Linked DNA regions of Sus scrofa: region 1 is linked to region 2. Evidence: chromatin contacts called from public Hi-C data. All regions are on one chromosome and are shown on one strand. The core of a region is the stretch at or near the end of the contact, and the rest is flanking DNA. Distances in the headings are between cores, read along the strand shown. Region 1 overlaps COL27A1 (collagen alpha-1(XXVII) chain). Region 2 holds the start of KIF12 (kinesin-like protein KIF12).

Evidence for each region. A called contact is a pair of places that touch in the nucleus more often than the background predicts.
Region 1: a Hi-C map of liver shows a contact between it and region 2, with 3 times the contacts expected there. The contact joins the enhancer-like site here to the promoter of KIF12 in region 2. A contact is called at or near these places in 3 of 5 promoter capture datasets (fetal liver, liver and skeletal muscle), 23 of 47 Hi-C or Micro-C datasets (adipose tissue, alveolar macrophages, brain and 13 more) and 1 of 2 datasets of contacts at active chromatin or transcription factors (skeletal muscle).

The regions. Positions count from the first base shown.
Region 1 is chr1:254,911,846-254,918,651 of Sscrofa11.1, forward strand. COL27A1 (collagen alpha-1(XXVII) chain) reads left to right here. Exons shown (of 61, transcript XM_021067868.1): 58 at 598-769; 59 at 1,766-1,875. Among named protein-coding and RNA genes, the nearest start is that of ORM1, 24 kb to the right of the region's middle. Within about 2 kb of position 3,021, at least 1 of the 83 cell types and tissues checked has an H3K27ac peak or open chromatin away from gene starts, as enhancers often do. A contact at or near this core is called in liver, where this site is marked.
Region 2 is chr1:254,716,371-254,722,371 of Sscrofa11.1, forward strand. It overlaps KIF12 (kinesin-like protein KIF12), which reads right to left and starts at 4,189. Exons shown (of 19, transcript XM_021067853.1): 1 at 3,318-4,189; 2 at 2,961-3,026; 3 at 2,784-2,862; 4 at 2,526-2,653; 5 at 2,347-2,422; 6 at 1,585-1,719; 7 at 1,284-1,419; 8 at 368-459; 9 at 29-176. The coding sequence starts at 2,852. It overlaps LOC106509240 (a long non-coding RNA gene), which reads right to left. Exons shown (of 4, transcript XR_002337367.1): 4 at 5,175-6,001.

The sequences.
Region 1 (6,806 bases), core at 1,771-4,270, 190 kb after region 2:
CCACAGCAGCTTCCTGCATTCAGTCCCACAGCCAATCAGGAGCAGGAAGCGCACAGGCAATCCACAGGCTCTGCTAAGATCCTGGCCGGCGGTCAGCTCAGCATCAGGATCTCAGGCTGAGCAGGGCCTTGGGTGTCCTCTAGTTGAGCCCTGTTAGGAGTTTCCTTTACTGCCTTGCTTCCTTCCCATGATGGGGAACTCACTACCCCCCAACTCAGACCTCCTTCAGACATTCCCATTTGTCCCCTGAGCAGGATGCTCTGGAGAGTTGATGCCCAGACAGTTCGCTCATGGCTCACAATCCAGGGGGAAGGGCGGGCGGAAGAACCCCCTCGACTCCCCACTCATGGGGGCCTTCCTGTCCTACACCAGGAACCAGCTGACCCTCTGCTCCTCTCTAGCCTCCAAGCTCTCTTGGCAGACCTGCCCTGACCCATTCTCGGCTGGTCCCCAGTTGCTTTATTTGTTAAGTGGAGGGGGACCCACCACGCCCCCTGCTGGGATCCCAGTAGCAAGAACTTGGGGCTGTGGCAGCTCAGACCCCAGGCCTGGCCGAGACCTCAAGAGACCCATGGCCACCCTCTCTCCTCACCACAGGGTTACAGCCACCCACCGGACCGGCTGGTGCTGGACCAGGGAGGGGAGATTTTTAAAACCTTACACTACCTCAGCAACCTCATCCAGAGCATTAAGACGCCCCTGGGCACCAAAGAGAACCCCGCCCGGGTCTGCCGGGACCTCATGGACTGTGAGCAGAAGATGGTGGATGGTACGAAGGCTTCCTGCCCCAGGGGTGGGCCGGGGTGGGGCCAGGGGCTCAGGAGGAGCTGGGGACATGGTGCATTAGAGTCTTGGCTCAAGTTTCTATCCTTAAGGAGGCAGTCGTTTATTCAGTCAACAAACAGTCATGGAGCCCCATGACGTGCCAGACCTTGTGCTTCCTGGGATGTGGGGAGAGAGTGGGAAACACAGAGGGGTGGTCCCACCCTTCTTGAGCCCACAGATCCACCGGCTGGGGATGACCATTTCAGTGCAATGGGCTAAGAGCTTTGGCAGGAAAAAACCCCAAAACCAGGAGGGGACCCCATCCTAGCTTCCCTGGATAGCCAGGATGCCCCCCTTTCTGTCCTTGCCTCATCCTCCTCTCTCTCTCTGAGGGGATGGGGGCCTCTGAAAGGACCACCATTCTGGAGGCAGACAGACCCGAGTTCGAACATTAGCCCTGCCTCTGACCAGCTCTGTGTGCTGGGCCAACCACCCTTCCCTCCTCCGCACCAGAAGAGGGAGCAGTAGCCAGCTTCCTAGTCTTTCAGCTGCAGGCCCTTTGGCTCCCTTGGCCACCCAAAGGGGAAACAGGTACCAAATCAGCTGCCTGGTTGATGGGGTAGAAGCCGTGACTCCCACCACGCTCTAGGAGGATCCCTAGCCTTGTTGGGAAAAATCATGCAATTAAATGATCCCTAAATCCCTTGGGCAAGTGGCTCAGCCTCTCTCACCCTCAGTTGTCCTCTCTGTAAAATGGGCACTTTCCAATAGCGGGGTGGGCGAGGGCTCCACCAGTGGCCCCTCCAAGGATTCTGCCATCAATGAGCTCTGCCCAGAGGGTTTTCTTCCATCTCTGAGGCTCACGGAATCCCTTTCCGACTCCCCTTCCCCGACTTCATGTCCAACTGGGGCTCAGCAGACCACAAGGTGTGGGGTCCACCTACAGAACCATGTGCGCCCCTCCCCACATACAAACACCGCCCTCCCCCGCTGCCTGCAGGTACCTACTGGGTGGATCCAAACCTTGGCTGCTCGTCCGACACCATCGAAGTCTCCTGCAACTTCACACATGGTGGACAGACGTGTCTCAAGCCCATCACAGCCTCCAAGGTACCCATCTTCCCCCCAGGCCCCGCTGGCTGGCCCTCTCTACCTGCCTCCTTCCCCCACCCTGGACCACAGCCCACCCAGGTTTGGGACTGAGCCTTGACTATCTTGCTGCATGGCCTTGGGAGAGTCATCTTTCTGAGCCCACTTCCTCATTTATATGCTGGGGATCCATTGTTCTAAATCCACAGTTTCCAAACTTTTTGGGGTTGTGTGATAGTTCTTTCTTCAAATAGAGCTTTCTGCTTAATATCTCAAACAGCATAGTTGCAGAGTTCCCGTTGTGGCTCAGCATTTTAAGAAACTGACTAGTATCCACGAGGATGCCGGTTTGATCCCCGGCCTTGCTCAGTGGCTTAAGGATCCATCGTGGCCGCCACAAGCTGCAGCGTAGGTCACAGATGAGGCTTGGATCTGGTGTTGTAGTGGCTGTGGTGTAGGCCGGCAGCTGCAGCTCTGATTCCACCCCTAGCCCAGGAACCTCCATATGCCAAAGGTGCGACCCTAAAAAAAAATTTAAAAATAAAAAATAAAACAGCATAGTTGGCCAAGCTGGCCTGGCTTAGAGAACCATGAACCATCAGCACAAAATAAGTCAGTGTAATGCCCACCTGGGACAGGTCTCCAGGGTTGTGTATGCAAATATGTGACTCACGTTCAGGGCCCACTTACCATGGGTGGGTCTCTGGGCTGAGAAGGTGAGTGGCTCAGGGCAACTTAACGAACCACAGCGGTGGCACTGGGGCCTAACCCCTCCCTCTGCCAGGAAACCCCTCATTGGCTTGTGGGCTTTCAGTTGCAGCAAGTGCCTGATACAGGATGATTCATGCTGCAGTGAAGAGGGCCTCTCAGGCTGGAGGGGAGCTGGGGACCCAGAGCCCCCTTGCATCCCATTCCATCAGCCCCCGGGGGAAGCGCCAAGAGGTGCCTTGTGCTAACCATATGAGAACTGGGGTTTGAGCATCCGTAGGTGAACCAGCTGGTCAGCAAGTCTTTGTTGGGTCCCCACCATGTGCCAGCCTCTGAGCCAGGTGCTGGGATTCAACAGGAGACGAGGCAGCCTCTCTGGTGCCCCCCTAGCCAGAGCTCACAGTCCAGCGGGCCCTTTGCCCTTTGATACTAAGGCTCAGGGGCCATAGGGCAAACCCGGCTGGCAGAGGGGTGAGGCCAGAGTTGGCACCTGCTTTGGCCACACGACTGCCCATCCAAGTCACCACCCCTGTTAGGAATAAATGAACCACTGTTATGTGTGGGTCTCAGCCTATCAACAACCAATGTTTTGGTTGAACCAGTCCCTCTGGTTCTTGCTATGACTGCCAGATGCCCTCCAGCAATAACCATCAGGAAACTTAGGGGGAAAAAATGTAGGTTTATTACTTACAGGACCTGGAAATTACCCAGCACACCTGGGGCCACACAGTGAGGTCTCTGGCAGAGAGAGGGACAGTGTGTGGGCCTGGGGTTCTGCTTTTATTGGAGGTGGGGTCTAGGATTTCACGGGCTCACTCTTTATTGGTGAATTTAAAACATCAGGGTGGACATTTAAAGCATGGGAAGAGAATAAACAAGTGGTCCACATGGTGAATTATTGAAATCAATCAAGATCTCTGAAACAAAGGAGGCTCGGTGTTAGGAGGTGGCCCGGCTCTTCCAGTGCCAGTGGTGGGGCTGGCAATGGGTTCATTTAAGATAGTTTGTCTTTGAAGTGGATGTCTCAGCAATCAAAGCTTAAGTCAGGCACTTGCATCACAAAAAATAGAGGGACCTCCAATTGTAGGGCTTACACTACAGTCTAGCCTGTGGTGCCCTGTGATGTGAGCATCAGTCAGTGGTAAGCACATTAACCACGTGGGTAGCTGATGTCCCAAAAGGCAGGGCGAGGGCACCTCGAAACCTGCAAACTACACATCTGAATAGGGTCAGAGTAGGAAATCCTAGAATAATTATAGAAGCAAGAACCTGAGGTTCAGTACATAGCCATTGTCCCAAACTTGAAGGGTTACCACAGTGAAGCTAAGTCAGTGATCTCAGGGGCGCTAGAATCCGTTCCAAGATTTGGGTAACATTGTGAAATATTTTAACATCTTAAGCATCTTGTGTAAGTAGGTAAATCTGGGAGTGCCCATTGTGGCACAGCGGAAACAAATCTGACTAGCATCCATGAGGATGCGGGTTCAACCCAGCCTCGATCAGTGGGTCAGGAATCCGGTGTTGCCATGAGCTGGGGTGTAGGCTGACAGCTGTCGCTCTGATTCTACCCCCTAGCCTGTGAACATCCATATGCCACGGGTGCGGCCCTAAAAAGCAAAAATAAATAAATAATATTTTTTTAAAAGTAGGTCATCTGAACCTACTACATAGGTAGATGGTTCCATAGCTCATCAAACCTGCCTCGTGGTCCTGGGAATAGGTCCGTTCAGTTGAAGGCCCATCTCATTTCAGGAGGCAGTGATGCAGGACAATTTCCCAAGCCAGGACTTTTATTTATTTTTAGGGTATAGCCCTAAAAAGACAAAAAAAAAAAAAAAAACAATTTGGAGAAGTTTGTCAAAAATATCAAAGATTTTCAATACTTCACTAAATGGAATCACAGGTCATTATTTAAAAAATGCTTGATTGAGTACTTAACCAAAGTGACGTAAGATTTTAAAATCAAATTAGAAGGTTAATTGTTGTGAGCAAAACTTAGCTCTTTTGATATTGAGAAGACCCAGTTTTCTTAAGGAACTAAAGACCTGATTAAGACAACATGAAGCACAGGAAATTATTTTGATAAAATCGCAAAATCTTTGCTTTCTAGCCAGATTACTTAGAAGGTAAAGAGTTTTTCTTTTATGATCTCTTATCAGGAACAGACCAATATGCCCAGAAAACTTTGTCCTTTCAGCAGATGAAAGAAAATCACCTAAGTACATTATTGACATTAAAATTTATTAAAAAAGAAACCTTATAATAACAATCCAGTTTTAGCCAACTTGACCCACACAAGGTAAAATCCTTTCTCTGAAGACAAAGCCATCATCCCAAACTAATTTTCTTCCTGACAAATTTTGTAATAAGATAACATGGATTTATTTGACTAGTAAGCCCGGTAAAAGTTGTTTATCTGCAGTATATTTAATGCTGATAGCTCTGAAGACATACCGATTTTAACTGAAACAAACTTAGACTAGCTTTCATTTACTGAAGATTATCCCAGATCACGTGAACTTGAAAAACATTTGCATTCGTTTCTATCTTTCTGAGTTTCAGGAATACTTAATTCACACAGGCTTATTTTTAAGCCCATTTAAACAAAACTCTTACAAATTAATTTGGGGAGTTTCCATCATGGCTCAGCAGAAACGAATCTGACTCACATCCATAAGGATGTAGGTTTGATCCCCGGCCTCACACAGTGGGTTAAGGATCCAGTGTTGCCATGAGCTGTGGTGTAGGTCGCAGATGCAGCTTGGATCGGGCATTGCTGTGGCTGTGGTGTAAATCGGCAGCTACAGATCCAACTGGACCCCTACCCTGAGAACCTCCATATGCCACGGGTACGGCCCTAAAAAGACAAAAAAACAAACAAACAAGCAAAAAAAAAACCCCATAAATTAATTTTGGCAGTACCATCCAGAGATAGAAAGAAAAAAAAATCACATATACATCCACAGACAAACACCTAGGTAGACCCAGAGACCCTATGGCTTCTGTTCCAAAATTTTAGCCATGAACTAGGTACAACAGTATCGAATTCACTAGTTTATCAATAACATTTGACTCCAAATGGTGTCCATCAGGCAGAACAAGTTAAAGTTACCTGCTCCAGTGGCAATGCTTTTTACTAATATATGCAGAGATTAAAGATTTGTATTTGTTCTTATCAAGTAACCTTAAGGAGCCAGTGAGCTAACTGTGAGCAAGGGAGAGTTTTTAGAGCTTTTATAAGCCGTTTATACTTTAAAAGTCCTCTCCCCGCTCCAACCTCTTTTTTTTTTTTTTTTTTTTTCTTCCCCTTCAGCCTCAGGCAATTGTGGGCAGCGTTTTCGTTACCTCCTGGGGTGTTTCCATTTCCCAGATTTAATCTTCAAGGGACAGAGAAAGAATGTAAATTTTCTTCTAGGCGTTTTTTAGCGTCCTTTGCATGGTTTTGGCAGTTCCAGTAAAATGTCGTAGCACCGCACTGCAATTAGGGGAGCGCGTGGTAAAAATAATTCTCTGGGTCAAAAGGGGCCTCTTGGGAGTTGAAAAGAAAGAGGAAGGTCATGGGGATAAGGAGAGCCATGGACATGGTAAACCCAGGGGAGCATCCGATTTTGCCCAGCAGGAGATGGGCCTCATCTTAATGTTTTCCATTCACTGTCAGCCTTAGCAGCGATCGCTGTGATGGAAGGATACAACCAATAAGCATCCAAGGAGGTGGGGGGTAGGGTGTGGGGGGGGGATGGGATATCTGGGGCACTTGGCCTTCCCTTCATCTTCCTCATCCTAGAGGCCTGGATAAGCCCGTCATCTTTTTCCTTGGCATCAGGGACCCCTTAGGAGGTGTGTTTCTTAGTTCAGGGGAAGCCAAGAAGGCCAGGGATCTTTAAGAAAATTATGGAGTTTAGGGTCTATAGTGACATTAGCCAGTTGTTGCATTTTGGCAGTCATGAGAAGCAATGATTGACAGCCAGTGACAGTGACAACAACAAAAACCCATAAGAGCCAATTAGTTCCCCTCTCTCCTTCTGGCTGCATAAAATCTTTAAGAAAAATTTGAATTTCAGGTAAGGTATATATTTTCAATCTCTATTTCTACTTCTTGATACTTCTTTATTTTTTTTTTTTTTTTTAACGGCCGTACCCACGGCACACGAAGTTCCCAGGCCAGGGATTGAATCCGAGCCGCAGCTGCGACCTCCACCGCACCTGCAGCCATGCTGGATGCTTTAATCTACTGCACCAGGCCG
Region 2 (6,001 bases), core at 2,939-5,438:
ATGTCAGTCCAGCGGCCCCAGACCTCACCCAGGGCCAGCAGGCTGCGGTTGATGCTGTTGGCCTCAAGCATCAGCTCCCCACGGGATCCTGTGGCTGCCACCTTCTCACTGCCGGCCAGGTCTACGAAGCACAGCTTCCCACCAGCAGGCGGTTCCCCGGGATCCACAAGAGGCATCTGCTGGGGTTGGGGGATCAGGGCCTGATGGGGATGTGGGAGGGGCTTGTCCCCATCAAAGTCACAAGGCCAAGGGTTTCCACCAGTACCTGTTGTGCACACCCAAGTTGGTTTAAAGATCCAGAGGCAGACCCTTGCTGGGTCTGCTGGGTGGCCCGGGGTCAGCTCCATCCCCAAGCTGGGGCACTCACAGTTTGGTGGCTGATGTAGAGGGTGAGCAGGGCATGGCTTCGGCTGGAGGCCTGGTTCAGGGTGTGAGCGGAGCTCCTTCGACGGCTAAGACCTGGAGGGGAAAACACGTGGGGCTGGAGGTGGTGGGAAGAGCAGATGGTCACCAATGAAGAAAAAGGGGCAAAGGCATCCTGGTAGAGGGGCCAGCGCATGCGGAGGCACAAAGGTGGGAGCGTGGACTGATGGGTGTTGGGTTGGGCTCTGGCACAGATAGGTGAAAGGGGGCTGGAGAGATCTGAGTGGAAGAATGTCAGTCCGATTCATATTATCTCTACACTGCTCCTACTGCTCCTACACGTTGTACCAAACCTCTTCTACTGCTGTGTAGACAGAGAGAAACTCAAGCAGAGAGATCATCTGGGTGGCACAGCACAAGGCTTGGCTGGAACCCGGAGTCCCAGGGTCTCCGGGGCTGGCCACAGGGTGGGTGCTCAATAAATATTTGATGAATGGATGAATGAGGCTGGAAAGGAAGGGCCTTAAGGCTAGACTAAGAGGTAAGATCTTTACGCTCAGGGGAAGGTCTGGCAGGTAAGAGGGATGTGGTTTGCTACACAGAGTTGCATGGACTGAAAGGGAGAGGCCTTGAAGTGGGGAGACCCCTCCTGGGGGTAACACTGAAGCCTGACAGGCAGAAGCCCAAGGCTGGAGAGAAGCCGTGGGAAGAATCTGGAAGGCAAAATCAGCAGGCCTGAGGGGTAGGGATGGGAAACATCCTTGGGCTGTGTCTGAATTGTTGGTTTGCTGGCCCAAACTCCCACAAGGGTCATCTCTGAATCCACAGCTCCAGCCTGGGGCTCCAAGGGCACTCAGTGAACAGGTGGGGAAAAAATGGGCATCCCTTGTAATCCCAGACTCCCTGGAAGTAGCACGCACCCATTTGCAGAAGCTCCATCAGGGCCTCTAGATTCCCAAACTCCACTACCCGCAGCTGCTCTACATAGAAGCCCCGGGTCTTGTTCCAGCGAACAGGGAGGGGCCGGGGAGACCCCAGGCTCAGCAAGTCTCGAACCTGAGGGATGAGGATGGAGGGTGAGGGGGTTGGCCTCTCTGAGTCCCACCCCCAGACCTCATGGTCCATAGTCCCCCACTTATTCTACCCCTTGATCCAGGCTCCTTGGAAAGAAATGCCTCCTTTTCCTTATAGGCTGTCTTTCTGCTCATCTCAGTCCCCCACCTGCTCATTGTAGATCTCCAGGTAGGAGGCATGGAGAGTGACAGGGGCACCCAGGTGCTGCACACGGTCTAACAGCCAGGCGAAGGTCCTCTGCATGATGCCAGCCAGGCTGGGGGGGACCGGCACCCCCTCCCCCTGAGGGCAGAAATAGCTGACCTGGGGCTGGGTTACCATCACCACCACCAATTATAATTACCCTTTGTGGTGTTCCCATCGTGGCTCAGTGGTAATGAATCTGACTACCATCCATGAGGACACAGGTTTGAGCCCTGGCCTCACTCAGTGGGTTAAGGATCCAGCCTTGCCGTGAGCTGTCTCAGACGTGGCTAGGATCTGGCATTGCTGTGGCTGTGGTGTAGGCCGGTGGCTACAGCTCCGAGTCGACCCTTGGCCTGGGAACCTCCATATGCCACCGGTGCGGCCCTAAAAAGACAAAATAATAATAGGAATAATTACCCTTTGTAAACACTGTGCCAAGTTCCCACACATCTCATTAATTCTCAGTCAGTACTATCAATTCCATTTTACAGATGAAGAAACTGAGAGCTAGTAAGCAAAGGGGACACGATTTGAACCCAGGTGTTCTATATTGACCAAGTCCCTTCAGCTCTCTAACCCCTGGTTTCTTTGTCTGCAAATAAACGGGGCTGGGCTGCATGGTCGAAGCCCCTTTCCTCCGGGAGTCTGCGCTGCCCGCGGCTCGCCAGGGCTTCCAGCCCACCGACCCCTGGACTGCAGAGACTCCGCGTGTGCTCGGCCCACCTGGGGAGGAGGTCCGGTCAGGGTGTAGGTCTTCCCGGAGCCGGTCTGACCGAAGGTGAAGACGGTGCAGGAGAAGCTGGGGGCGGCAGGGGTGTGGCTTAACCCGGCGGCGCCCCAAGGGGGTGGGGCCTGGGGCGGGGTCGTGCGAGAGGGGCGTGGCGTCACCGGGCCTCACTCACCCGCGCAGCGCCAGCTCGCCCAGGCGCCGCACGCCGCTCGCCCGGAACACGTCTTCTTGCGTGCGCGTCCCGTCCAGCACGGCGCCGAAGCGGAACGCCACGTCGGGGCCCCCGCCTGGGGGACTTACCTGGGGAAGGGGGCGGTGGAGAAGGAGCGGGGGACTCTGGGGAGGGCGGAGCCTGGGGGAAATTTGCCGGGAGGCAGCGACCTGACGTCTTCCGGGTAGGTGTTTTTTGGGGAGCGGGTGGGGTCTTCACCTGCAGAGTCCGAGTCCCTGAGCAGTGCAGCGCGCTCTGTTCCCCTCGACGCAGCTCCGCCGCGCTCATGGGACGCACCCTGTGGTCCGACGGGGCGCGGAGGGGACGGATGGTCCACTCTGAAGTCTCCATCAGTCCCTTCCTCGCTCCGACCCCTCCTCGCCAACTTGTACCCACCTTAGCACCACTTGGATAGGCGTTTCAGGCCCCTCTGGCCCCTGCTCCAGGTTCCGCGCGGGGTCTCTATGGCAGCAACTGTGAGTTAACCATCCCTGCGCCAGCGGCTCCTCGAACCTCCCTAAATCTGTACTTACCCGTCCGGGGATCCGCGTTCCTCCATGTCCTGCTTCGCACACAGAGTTAGCTCCGCCCGAGTCTCCTTCCTTCTCCTCCCCAATACCCTCCCTTCTCCACCACACTGGGACTGGCTCTACACACCTTACATCCCCCACCCTCATCCCCCACGTCCCAGGCAGCCATCCATCCGGAAAGGCTTGAGCCTGCCCAGGGCTAGCTAGTTAAAGATTTACACACCTCCACCTCTGTGGTGGAGAGAGTCTGTAGCTAGGAGGTTCTGGGGCCGAGGATCACTTTGTCCTTCGCCAGTCCCTTCCGGAGGGACCACCTAGACTAGCCTCTGCACAGATGGGGATACTGAGGCTGGGATGGGAAGGACTCAGCCAAGGCCACAGGGCAAGTCTGGGCAGAACGTGGACCAGGCTCTTCCCACTCTGACCACATGCTCCTCCTCCAGTTTTGCAATCTTCCTCCCCAACCTAATCCTCCCCAGCTGTTCCAGCTTCTTCCAACTCAGAGCCCAGGGAGGGCACAGGGGTCTAGAACGGTGGGAGGGGCCCAGGTCTCAGCTCCAGGAAGATGTGGCTGGGTTGAATTCATGAGCTGAGCTGCCAACAGGCTCTGCAGCATCTGGTTAAACCCTGGGCCACCTGCCTCACCAATGCCGCAGCTGAACCAAGGCCAGGGTGGTTGTTTAACCCTCCCCTGCTCTGGCTGATGAGAGCAGCAGTGATGTCTGTGCATTTGCTGGGGCAGGGCAGTCACCGGTTCAATGCCAGTCCCCATGCAGGGCCCCAGGGAGGAGAATCACATGCAGATTCTGACCCTTTCAAGCTCATAGTCTTGCTAGGGAGACAGGTAAGTACAACCTAGTGTGCATGGGCTTGGGGGGCGGTGTGTGAATTCAGAGGCTTGTAGGAGGTGAGAGTGGTGCGTGAGTGTGTTCCAGGCAGAAGGAGCATCCTGCAGGAAGGCCGGGGAGAGGTGTGGAGATGTGTGTGGCCTTGAGAGGTAGTTTGAGGTTGGACTCAGCTCATGAAAGGCACATAAAGAATTCTGGACTCAGGAGTTCCCGTCGTGGCTCAGTGGTTAACGAATCCAACTAGGAACCGTGAGGTTGCGGGTTCAATCCCTGGCCTGGCTCAGTGGGCTAAGGATCTGGCATTGCCATGAGCTGTGGTGTAGGTTGCAGACGCAGCTCAGATCCTGCATTGCTGTGGCTGTGGCGTAGGCCGGCAGCTACAGCTCCAATTAGACCCCTAACCTGGAAACCTCCATATGCCGTGGGAGCAGCCCTTGAAAAAGCAAAAAGACAAAAAAACAAAAAACAAAAAACAAACAGAATTCTGGACTCATTCCTCAGAAAATCAGGAAGCCATCAAAGGGTTACCAATAGGGAAGTGACACCATCAGTAGGTAGTAATTGTTATTTTTTTATTGTCATCCTGACTATTTCTGCATATTCTCTGAATACTTCTATAAAGTCCTCTTCCCTCAAACACATTAAGATGAAAGCGCTAACAATCATCCCCCCCCCCGATGTAATACGCTCTAGACCACCACAAATGACAGCCAGCTATCAGAGCCACCAAACTAGCAAATGATTTATCATGGGTGGCAGTGCGATGCGCATACACTGGAGGCATGCAAGCAAGAGCCACTTGACATTTTGGTTTGATAGGGCTTTCTAGATGAATCTGTAGGGAGAGGTAGGTAGAGCAAAGAGGCCCTGTCTCTGGCTCTGCCAGCAGCATACTACAGAGCCCTGCACAAGTCTTAGCCTGTTTCCTTCCCATGAAAAGAGATGCATGATCCTGCCCTGGTGTTATATAGTTCTGTCATTTCAGTGAAACAGTGTAATTGAACATGATTCGTATATTGTAAAGAATTACTTAAAAGCAAAAATAGGGTTCCCATCATGGCTCAGCAGGTTAAGAACCTGACTAGTATCCATGAGGATGTAGATTCAATCCCTGGCCACTCTCAGTGGGTTAAGGATCCAGCGTTGCCACAAGCAGCGGGGTGTATTGCACATGTGGCCTGGATCCCGTGTTGTGGCTGTGGTGTAGGACTGCAGCTGCTGCTCTGATTTGACCCCTAGCCTGGGAACTGCCATATGCCATGGATTCGGCCCTAAAAATTTTTTTAAAAATAAATAAAAGTCCCTAAGTGATCTCTAAGATTCTTTTCAACTCTGAAGTTCCTTAATCTGTTATGTGTTTTGAATCCTTGAGGTGGATAGGACAAGAATTACCGTTCCTGTCTTTCAAATTTAAAAAAAAAAAAAAAAAAAAAAAGCAAACAAAAATAGAGGTAGGCAGGGGAGGCTGTCTAAGGAGAAAGCAGCTGTAAATGGCCAAACCAAGTCAACCTAGAACCAGGAACCCTAAGTCCTGTGCTGTCTGCTTCAGGGTGTGTTTTTCAGTTGTAAACCCAGTAAGTGAACACGCTGCTCCTTTAAATGCCCTGAAGAGAGTTAAAGGCTATGGATCCCTCACATCGTAGTGGGGGTTGGTTTGAACAGATTGCCCTGCTGAAGGGATTTTGAGAAACGTGCCAAGACAGAGGACGTATGCACATTGGGGTATGAGGAGCTGTTCGGTAGGGACTTTTGCACCAGGCTCCCCCGCACCCCCGGGATCAGACTGTGTCCCTCACTGGATGTGCACAAGCAGGAGCAGAGGTCTGGTTCTATCCTCTCGTGGTGACTGCGAACATCCGCCTCCCTTAAACTGAGCATTCATTCAGCCAATTTTTATTGTCTCCTCGGTATGCCAGGCTTCTAGGCACCTGAGCTACATTAGCAAACCGAATGGACACTGCTTGAGTATCTATGGGGATGTGGAGCATCTGGAACTCATACATTACATGTAAATACAACCTTTTTTTTTTTTTTTTTTTTGGAAAGCTGTTTGGCACCA